Regions from separate parts of the Mus musculus genome. Here region 2 is linked to region 1. Evidence: chromatin contacts called from public ChIA-PET data. All regions are on one chromosome and are shown on one strand. The core of a region is the stretch at or near the end of the contact, and the rest is flanking DNA. Distances in the headings are between cores, read along the strand shown.

Region 1 (5,389 bases), core at 999-3,498:
CAAGATTTTGCTGAAAGGACCCAGATAGAGCTGTCTCTTGTGAGACTATGCCGGGGCCTAGCAAACACAGAAGTGGATGCTCACAGTCAGCTATTGGATGGATCACAGGGCTCCCAATGGAGGAGCTAGAGAAAGTGCCCAAGGAGCTAAAGGGATCTGCAACCCTATAGGTGGAACAACATTATGAACTAACCAGTACCCCGGAACTCTTGACTCTAGCTGCATATGTATCAAAAGATGGCCTAGTCGGCCATCACTGGAAAGAGAGGCCCATTGGACACACAAACTTTATATACCCCAGTACAGGGGAACACCAAGGCCAAAAAAATGGGAATGGGTGGGTAGGGAAGTGGGGGGGGAGTAGGGGGGACTTTTGGGATAGCATTGGAAATGTAATTGAGGAAAATACATAATAATAAAAAAGAAAGAAAGAAAGAAGAAGAAGCAGAAGCAGCAGCCACCTAGTTACCACTACATATAACCTCAATCCTAGGCCAAACTGACTCTATCTCCCCAGATTCAGTTTGAAAGAGTCCCTCCTAACGTATGCAGGAGCCAACCTCTTTAGACCTGGTGGGAACATTTGCTCAAATTAAAGCCACGTGGAAACCACAGTGCAAGATACTCGGGGCACCCCTGAGACAGAAGCTATTAGGACTGAAGCTAAGTGCTCTGTGTCTTTTCAATTCCTTTACTAAATCAAAAACACCTAAGTCTAAGGCCTGGCGTGATAGCTCAATGGTTTAAAGCACTTACTCCTCTTTTAAGGGAGCAGGGTTGGGTTCCCCACACCCACATTAGGTGACTCAAAAACCATCTGAAACTCCAGCTCCAGTGTCACCACACTGTGTGGTGAATATAAACTCATGCAGCCTCGCATACACAAATACAAATTTTTTAATACATGAATTTTGCAAAGTCTTTCATCAAAATAGTATTTTAAAAAGTAGCCCATCCAACTCTTTAAACTTTTTGTGACAGGGGGTTTCTTTCCCGAAACACGTGATGGGTATGAATGGGAAGCATTTTATCTTGGTAAGGCCTTCACCAATTTCTTTTTCAATACTTTCCTTGGACTTAACTGAATGTAAAACTCAGCTCTGTCTACATCCAATCAGAGGCGACTAAGCCTTCAGGCAAGAACCAGGAAACAAAACAGCTCCACAACCACAAAGAAACACCTTATGCCTTGTCTTTATTGCTTCTGGTCAAACATAATCTTAGATGTTAAGATACAACTTGAGAAGCCGGGCGTGGTGGAGCACGCCTTTAATCACAGCATTTCGGAGGCAGAGGCAGATTTCTGAGTTTGAGGCCAGCCTGGTCTACATAGTGATACAAAGTGACAGCCAGGACTATACAGAGAAACACTGTCTCGAAAAAAAAAACAAAAACAAAAACAAACAAAAAAAGAACAACAAAAAAGATACAACCTGAGAGACCAAACCTGCCAGGTGGGCGTGGTGAAGCACGCCTGTTATCGCACCAATACAAGGGCAGAGGCAAGGACCATGAGAGGCCAGCCCTTAGCTAGAGCGAATGCCAATAAAAAGGAAAATTGGACTCGAAGTCAGCCTTCAATGTGGCCTATCGTTCTTTCTGTGGCACTGCCACCTAGACCTAGGGCACACCTCTGTCACCTGCAAGAAACAAACTGCTTGAACCCTGAAAAACTCTCTTGTGGGCCGTTCACGTGGCGACCCCTGGAAAGCCTTGTGCTCCTGGAATCTGGACCCTGACACACCGTAGGCGGTGTAGGGGGACCCGGCAGCTCCCGGGTTTCACCGAGGTGTGGTGTGGACAGGAAGGTGAGCACAGAAGGGGCACCCGACGCTCCTCGCCCCCGCATCCTGATCAGCTCTGGAGGCTTCGGCCTCCCTCCCAAGAGCCGATCGCCCTAAGCCCTCCACCCAATTCCCGCCAGTGTCCGTCCCCCAGGGCCCACCCGAGGAGGCCTGCTCCGGGGAAAAGCCGCCGAGCCGCAGCTCTCCATCCGCCCACTCGGGAAAAAAAAATCCCTTGGCTGCCGCCATGTTCCCGCGCCGAAGCCCACACCTGACACCGCGGGCCGCGCACCTGGGACACACCGGGGGAAACGCGCGACGTCGCGGGGACACTGGGGCGAGACAGCGACTCCACGGGGGTCACAACCTGGGAGAAGAACCCGCCGCTAATTCATCCCGAAGCGGGGAGGCGTCGAGCCCCGTCGCCTTAGTAATGCGTCCCTCCGGGCTCCACCCTGATTGGCTCCTGGCGCAGTGACGCAAGGCGTCTCCGGCTGCGTGGGAAGCCCTTGAACCGGGCGCTCCGCCCCTGCTCCGCAGTGGGGAGAGACCCCGGGCGTCGTCTAAGCTCCTTTAAAGGAACCGCGCCCCAGATCAGTGTGGCCAGGCGCAGATGCCTGCCAAAGCTGGTAGGGGTAGAGGAGCAAGAAACCAAAAATGAGAACTCAAGCGGTGGTCTCCGGGGAATCTAGTGGTTGCGTAGGGGGATGGCAAAGCTAGAGCACTCATTTGCAAGCCTAACGTTTACGTCAGGAATCAAAGGGCAATTTAGTATCCAGCCAATTCTAGAGCCTGAGTTTCTGCTGGCACAAAACTCAAGACACCTTCAACGCCTGAGGTTACCTCATGGAAAATAAATCGGAGGCAATCATTTACAACTCTTACTTTCTTGCCTCATGTAAAGAGCAAATGATCACGCAGTCAGTTCTAGAGCCAGGTTCCTGATGGTGTAAAACTAAACGCACCTTCATTCAACCCCTAAAGTTGCAGGATGGAAAACGCAGAGACACTAAATGACAAGCGTTATTTTCTTGCCCCAAGTCAAAAAGCAACTCCAGGTTCTGTGGTGCGCAACTGTTGCTAATTCGCAGTGTTTGCTCAAGTCTCAACGTTTCCTCTTCTGGATGGCCCAATCAGTTTTTATGTTGCTGTCGGGTTTTTGTCGTTGTTGTTGTTGTTGTTTGGTTTTTTGGGTTTTTTTTTTTTTTCTGTTTGTTGGTTTTTTTGGTTTTTTTTTTTTTTTCTGTTTGTTGGTTTTTTGGGTTTTTTTTTTTTTTTTTAAGTTTGGTTTGGTTTGGTTTGGTTTTGTAGGACACTCTTTTGGAAAGGTCTTTGTGCCTTTCTACAGTGTTGGATCTGGCTCCAAACCTACCAGACTAAGCACCTGGATGCTAGAGACTGGTTAATTTAACCTCTTTGCGTTTCCCCTGCACAATACCTTCTTGCTGACTTTTAACAGATAATAGACATCTTTAAAAATATGAAATGTCCACACATAGCCGACAGAGCCTTTCAACAGCTTTTCATTTATGTTTATTCATTTAATCTGTTTATTTAACATGAAACAGAGAGAAATGAATTTTTAAGTTCAGGGTAGCCTTGTGTGGTAGTACATGCCTGTAGTCCCAGCAGTCCCCATAACAGAGCCAGGAGACTGCCTCTGCAAGACTCTAAATTTTAAAAAACAAATGCAAGGTGCCTTCGCGCTCAGAGCCAGCGTTACCTCTCCTTTACCTTTATTCAATACTTAAGTGTTTGAGATGTGCCACAATTGTATTAGAAAACAGAAAATACAACGAAGGAAAAAAAGCAGCACAAAAATGCAGTTATCCCTCAGAGGTTGAACGGACCTCACTTTTGTCTCTAAACTCAAGAGTTCTGGGAAAATCTTAGGAATTTTAAGGCTTGTCATTGTTTTGAACTTAACATGGGGATCCCCCAGAACCTCTCAAGAATGCACCGCTGTGAGTTCTCTGAGGATTTAAAGAGTCTATACATAGCCTTCCCTCTACTAGAGATTCCTCTTTTGTTCTAATGGATTAAAGGAGAGTAGTGAAGAAAGATGGATACCCGAGACTCCAGGATAGCCCCCTCAACTTAGATCCTTTAACCAACATTTCTCAACATAAAAATAAATCAGAGTACTTTTCTTTCCCCAGTCTGTAGTTATTTAAGACACAAAAAAGGGGGGGGGGGCTAGGCAGTGGTGGCTCACAACTTTAATTCCAGAATTGGAGAGGCAGAAACAGGCAGATCTCTGTGAGTTCCAAGCCAGCCTGATCTATAGCATATAAGAGACTTTGGAAAAGGACTGAAGAAGAAGAAACGTGGGTCCTCATGTACAGCAGTCTCTCCTTCAGTCCTTGCAGCCTAAGAGTCCTCTCAGGTCTTGAAATTGAGCAGCAGATTAGAATTTTCTACTGGGGTGACGTCTGAACCCACTTTTTCACTTATCGCTCATCAGCTCAGACTATATATTATACAGTACCATTATCGTCTGCCCACATACCCCCTGCCTAAAGAAAAGGATGCTATGTTCCATCAGCCATCTTCAGAAGGTCAGGTCAAGATCCCTGGATGCCACTTCAACCTTGCCATCCATTATGGTAATTAGATTGTCACTGCTTCTCAGAACTGTCTCGGCTCCTCTGGCATCTTTCATTCCCCGATGCGACTATTATAAATAACAACAGTCCCATTAGACATGTCCTGCTTTTAGAAGACAAACACCTCTGAGCTTCTCAGTGATGCTGTTACTCTCTGGCAGAGCCTTGAGCCTCGGAGTGATAAGCAATGTCATCCAGGCCCTTGCTGTGGGGGACAGAGGGAGCCAGAAAAGTTTCTAGTCAGTTGGCCAATCCATTTGCAGTTTCTCTGATTTTTTTTGTTTTTATTTCTATTTCCACATTGTACCATGAGAGTTCTGGGATCTCTCTTTCAACGTGGTCATTTGCTTTCCCTGGATTTTAAGAGTCATCCCAGCAGTATATTAGAGTTGGCTCCCAGAGCTCAGACCATGGGAGGTGGGACACTGATTTCCCTCCTCAACTGTCAAGACAAGATGAGATTTGCCACACAGACCCAAGTAAGTGGACCCTGTATCTTCCAACAGAGGCAAAGAGGCCTACTTGAATCTGAGGGTTCCAAGTTCTCAAGTAAGCCTCACTCCAAGGCATGCTCTGCTGTTTCTGGGTCAGCACCCCAACTTTGGCATTGGAAATATGTCCAAGATGACTAGCTAGCTAGCTCTTAAATTTCTGGGGTTATACCTAGTCTTCAGTTAGGATGCATGTGTCGAAAAGTCTTTTAAAAATCTACTGACCTTGTCTTCCAGTTCCGTGTTGCTTATATAATAATAGTCACTAATCTCCAAGTCCTTACAGTATTTTCTTCAAACCCGTCAGTCTCCAAAGCAGCTAACGCACTTCTCCTCCTGCACCCTTCCTTGTTCAGCAAAGTCATCTGCCATGCTAGCCCAGGTACTGTTAATAGTTCAGTAAGTAGCTATGGGATCGGTTGCCTAGCAATGGGACTTGTTCTCATTTTCCTTCCTGTCCTCTTGAGAATGCCATCTTTTGTTGGCTTCCTAGGACCACCTCCTGCTG
Region 2 (5,389 bases), core at 842-3,341, 56 kb before region 1:
AGCTGCATATGTATCAAAAGATGGCTTAGTCGGCCATCACTGGAAAGAGAGGCCCATTGGATTTGCAAACTTTATATGCCCCAGTACAGGGGAACGCCAGGGCCAAAAAGGGGGAGTGGGGGGGTAGGGGAGTGGGGGGAGGGTATGGGGGACTTTTGGGATAGCGTTGGAAATGTAAATGAAATAAATACCCAATAAAATAAATAAATAAAATTTCTTTTAAAAAGATAATCTTTTGTTATCAAAGAATACACGAAGACTGTCTACTAAAATCTTCCAGCATACCATCTACATCGAATTCCTGACACAAATGAATGTTGAAATGCTTGCCAGGTTTGTTAAATTAACATTTCTAGTACCCGTGGTTATAATTTAGATTGAATATTCAGAAGGAAAGTGTGTGTTACAAATGAGAGCTCTTACACAGTGAGCCGGTTTGCTCCCCTTTCATTTCTCCTTTATATTGTCCAGAATCTAGGCTCAAACTCCTACCACAGCCTCCCAAGTGTCCTCTTTTGGGAATAAGTAGCCGTGGATACAACTTTGTAGTTGTTTCTTTTTGTACTGAGTGTATTTCCTTCTAAAGCTCTTTTAGAAAGCCTTACTTGTGGATATTCAAATCTATGACCTGTTTCTGCTCCTCTTTCAATGTCATGTTTGTGTTTCATTCTACCACACATGCTCATAGCTCATTCACTGTCAATGTTGAATTGTTTCATAGTGTTTGAGGGGTTGGATTTTTTTTAATCCCCTTTGATCAAGCCTTTCTCCACTAGTTATAAAATAAACTAGGACTTACATGTAAATGGTTTGGAATTTAAACTGAAGTTGGGCATAAGGATGTGCTGTAGTCTTGGTTTCTTGCGTTGGGCGGCTAGGTAGAGCTCCCTAACCAGGGCTGGCCAGTGCTGTTGCTGGACCTGCTTCACAGCTGCAGTTCCTCCAGTGTGCATGGAGACAGGAGGGCTGCTGAGGGAGGCTCGCTGGCTTCTGGTGTGGGAAACACTAACTCAAGGCATAAGTGAACAGCAATAGAGGAAATACAGGGCATGTTCTTCTATGCACGAGCCTACCACCACAGAAATACACACAGATTATTCATTAAAGCACTTCTCAATGTTTCTGCTGGTTTGTTTAAAATTAAAAGCTTTATGGGCTGATCATGGTGACACATGCTTTTAACCCCAGGGCTTGAGAGGCATAGGTAAGTGGATCTCTGGTTTTCTGATAAAACAGAGTAACAGTCAACTTCTACCTCATTTAACAGAAAGAAAAAAGAAAGTTTTTCATTCAAATGAAAAGCAGAAAAGACAGGGTGAATAAGCTCTGTGATGGTTTGTATATTCTTGGACCAGGGAGTGGCATCATTTGGAGGTGTGGCCTTGTTGGAATGGGTGTGACCTGGTTGGAGTGGGTGTGTCACTGTGGGTGTGGGCATAAGATCCTCAGTCTTCCACTAGCAGCCTTTGGATGAAGATGTAGAACTCTCAGCTCTGCCTATGCCATGCCTGCTTGGATGCTGCCATGCTCCCACCTTGATGATGGAATGAACCTCTGAACCTGTAAGCCAGCCCATATTAAATGTTGTTTTTTTATAAAACTTGTCTTGGTCATGCTGTCTGTTCACAGCAGTAAAACCCTAAGACAAGCTCACAGCTGAAGAGGATGTTTTAGGTAATGGACTGTCACCCCCACAAGATGGAACTCTCATCTGTCCTGTTCGTAATTACATCAAAGAATCTGCCTGTGTCTTGAAAACACCGGTGAAGTGAATTTAAAGCTAATCACTTCTGTTTGGCAGAGGAAATTCTCAGACAAGAGAGCATTTTATTCTGTGGCATGGCTACTTTTTACTAGATTTACCCAGGTTTACAGTTAAAAAGAGAAGAAGAAAAAGTCAGGATAGATCCAGATAGAGCTAGATCCAGGATAGCCAGAGCAACAGAAACAAACCCTGGGAGTGGGGGTAAGACTTAAAAGAAAATGCAGTCTATTGAGGAGGAAAGAGCTCAAAAGTTAAACCTTACAGCCACAGAAACACCTGGCTGTGCTCTGTGACAACAGGAAATGAGCCCAAAGAGAAAGACTTTACCCATTAAGGGCTCCAACTTGTGAGAAGGAAATTTTACTTGAAAAGAGAGCCTGATCAGGAAATGTAGCTGAGAGTGCTCCCCTTGCCTTGAAAGCAGCTGTCTGGGTAAGTGTTCTCCAGTATAAGCACGTGGAAGCTGATAGCAGTGCTCCAAAGGGGACCTAGTCACATCTCAAGCTGGTAGAAGAATGTGACAGCATTGTCCACGTAGGACTGGCTTTGCTGGCACGACAGATGCAAGAATGAAGAGGCCCTAGAATCTACTTCAGAGAGCAGCTGAGGCCAGGCAAGGTGTGGCAGGGCAGACACCTGCAAGCCTAAGTGTCTATGGAGATCCAGGATGTTGAAGAGGTCAGAACCTTTTGTCAAGTGTATTTCATTACAGAATAAGAACAGAACGCTTTAACTGCAAGTGTCCATAAAAGAGAAAGAAGAGAAGGAGGAGGAGGAGGAGGGAGAGAAGGTGCTGAGAAAGCTGGGAGGACCAGGCTGCATGCAGTACTGCATTTATAAAGCAGACACATCTGTATAGAAAACTGAAAGCACAAGTAACGGCAAGAGGGGAAGGCTAACTTTTAGAAGTGATGGTTGCGAGTTTAAGAGCCCTCACTACAGGATTCATTTTTCAACAAGAAAAATACACTATAAATGATTTAAAAGTCAATGGTCAGGAAACCCTCCCATGCCCACCCCATGTCCTGGAACTCACTCTGTAGACCAGGTTAGCGGCAGACTCAGAGATTCGCCTGCCCTTCAAGTGCTGAGATTACAGGTGTGAGCCACCACCACCACACACACAGCTGTTTCTGTTCATGTAAACCTACCCAAGCACCACTTCAGGAACTGAGTCAACCTGAATCTGAAGGGCCCACGGCAGCCACAAGACACGTTCACCCTGACGGCAGGCGCGCTGCCTGCTGCCTCAGTGATGAATGGCGATGAAACAGGATGGAAAGGGGCCTTACCAATCAGGGAAGACTGTTTCCATTCCTGTTTTCTTTTTCAGACGCTAAACACCTGGCCTCCCTACCAAAACAGTCTGACAAGCCCAGTAGCCTAAGCAGAAAGAAGAATTCACTGTTGCTAAGGAGAAAGGACTGGAACAATCCCCAAGGGAAAGACAAGCACGCACTGCTCACTGATTGGCAGCGGCCTCTTCCCAGTACCAGAGGAGGCAGGAGCTGGGACTAGAAACCAACAGCCATCAGCTCAAGATGAGGGATGCTCTCAGAGCACCATGATGACCTTGTAGAGTGCCGCCTGCCCCATGACTACGGAACACTGAGTGCACTCTGATCTTACCCAATCTGTTCGCTTCATCTGCACAGAGAAGTCACATGTCTTTTGTAAGTTCCTAATCTCTGTAATTACTGGAAAGAACTGAATCAAACCCGCCTCTGAGAAGTTAGGAAGCTGTTCACTGTTAGAAGCTTTGTGGGGTGGGTTACATTTTTACTTAATTTTTTTTCATACAATCTGTTGATATTCTTTCCCTGACCCAATAGAATCTTAATAGGCATCACTGCTTTATAAAACACAAAATGGATATGCAGAATAAATTTAAATAATGTAAAAACTCTTCAATCTTTAACATTTATATATTTTTAGATATAAAAAATATACCTTTCATTATATGAAATATAAAAGAAAATGCATGAAGAACATAGAAAGAAGTTCGTATTTTCTGTGAGGATCCCTATGAGGGTTTGCTTTAAGGACATGAATATTTGTATTTCTGTTTTCTATTTCTCTCCTTTTTTACATCTGGAATGCTTACTATAGAACACAGAATATTGTGTTTCTCCTGAGAACTAGACCTCCGATGCTAACTGAGTTCAAGAGACAGGCCACCCCAGCACAAGCAGGCGGACCCCTCTCTGGTGCACAACTTACCACAGGAAGTGTGAGCCATGTAGCCACAAGACGGCTGCTAATCCAGCGATACCACGACAGGTTTATAAACATCAAAGGTAAAATGGGGCCGAGCATAAAAATACTTCCAAAAAAGCTTCCAGCAAACAGGAAGAGTATAAAGTAAATCCCCTTCCATGACACCATGATTCTGGAAAATAAAACAAAAACAAAGAGTGTATTTTATTACTATACATTTGCTCTGGAATTTCATCACAGTTATGTATACAATAATCTTTAAAGACAAAGTTACTGAGTGCTGATGAGGGCCACAGATTCCCTGGCTCTAAGTCTAACAAGTTGCCAGCATACTGGAAATTGATACTCTCAACAAAAAAAAATACATAAATGTCTATTCTGCAGGAAACTCTGCTGTCTGGAATAAGTAGTCAGCACTGAAGGGTCTTTCTGTTTTTCTTTCCTAGGCATTGTTTCCCACCTAAAAGCAGAAATAACAGTGAGGGTTTGCAGGACCACTTCGTATGGGCGAGCACACATACAGACAAAAGCAACAGCAGTTTCACAGAATCCAGTAAAATTCAAAGAACAGGATCTGGAAGTGTTCATTTTTGCAACAGATCCTAGCATCCCATTTCTGGACACCTAGCCTTAGACTGGCTCTTTACAAGCTAGCTAGGTAAGTCAGATGCCCCTTCACTGGCTTTGTCCAAACAGCTACCAAAGTATTACCTATGGGGTGCTGAAGCCAAAATCCAGCATGGATATTTTAAAGCAAATGCTTGGAAACACAGCTGAAAATGAAAACTCCAATATCTGATTCTATCAGCTAAACTGAAGTTTAACTTGGCACCAGGTATGTTTTTAAATTTTCTACCAGTATCTGATGGTATAGATACAACATCCTACAAAGTAGAAAAGGCAGGAATAAGGAGAGGGCAGAGGGAATGAAGGAATGAAGACCAACTGAAGCAGTGACCAGGCCCCAGCTTGCACTGGACAGGCAAGCAGGAGAGCCAGGCGCTCCCACACACTCTCTGCCCCTTCTGAGCTGCTCGCCATTAACAATGCTATCAGCAGCTTCTTCCCAATCCTCAACTCAAAGCTTCTTAACAGAAAGAAAAGGCGCATAGGCTTAAATTTAGTAATTCAGAGCTGCTTCTTATACATGCACACCACCACCACACACACAGCGCTTCGTTTCTACTCTACCTGAAAACTGTCTATTGTTCCTGTGTTTTCTTCCAGCCAGCCATCAGCCAACTCAGGCGCTTGTTCCCGATCTCCCTGGCAGAGCTACTCTTTACATTGTTATCCACTAGGCAATATCCTCACCTTTAAAACTCCTGCATGCTTCTTCATACCAACGTGTGGTGTGGTGTGATTATAAGAAAAAAATATTGTTAAATGGCTTAGCTACTATCAAAT

What was found. ChIA-PET counts read pairs in DNA pulled down with a chosen protein or histone mark.
Region 2: an RNA polymerase II ChIA-PET map of memory CD8 T cells shows a contact between it and region 1, with 899 read pairs. The contact joins the enhancer-like site here to the promoter of Lclat1 in region 1. A contact is called at or near these places in 1 of 39 promoter capture datasets (liver), 2 of 15 datasets of contacts at CTCF or cohesin (CD8 T cells and the NIH/3T3 cell line), 21 of 484 Hi-C or Micro-C datasets (the C10 cell line, CD4 T cells, CD8 T cells and 9 more), 13 of 115 datasets of contacts at active chromatin or transcription factors (CD8 T cells, the HPC-7 cell line, the SCID.adh cell line and 8 more) and 3 of 9 other capture datasets (adipose tissue, liver and pancreatic islet).

What each region holds. Positions count from the first base shown.
Region 1 is chr17:73,104,844-73,110,232 of GRCm38.p6, reverse strand. Lclat1 (lysocardiolipin acyltransferase 1) reads right to left here and starts at 2,248. Exons shown (of 6, transcript NM_001177967.1): 1 at 2,077-2,248.
Region 2 is chr17:73,160,588-73,165,976 of GRCm38.p6, reverse strand. Lclat1 (lysocardiolipin acyltransferase 1) reads right to left here. Exons shown (of 6, transcript NM_001177967.1): 2 at 3,986-4,154. The coding sequence starts at 4,150. Among named protein-coding and RNA genes, the nearest start is that of Lclat1, 55 kb to the right of the region's middle. Within about 2 kb of position 2,091, at least 52 of the 459 cell types and tissues checked have an H3K27ac peak or open chromatin away from gene starts, as enhancers often do. A contact at or near this core is called in CD8 T cells, the SCID.adh cell line, Th1 cells and 7 more, where this site is marked.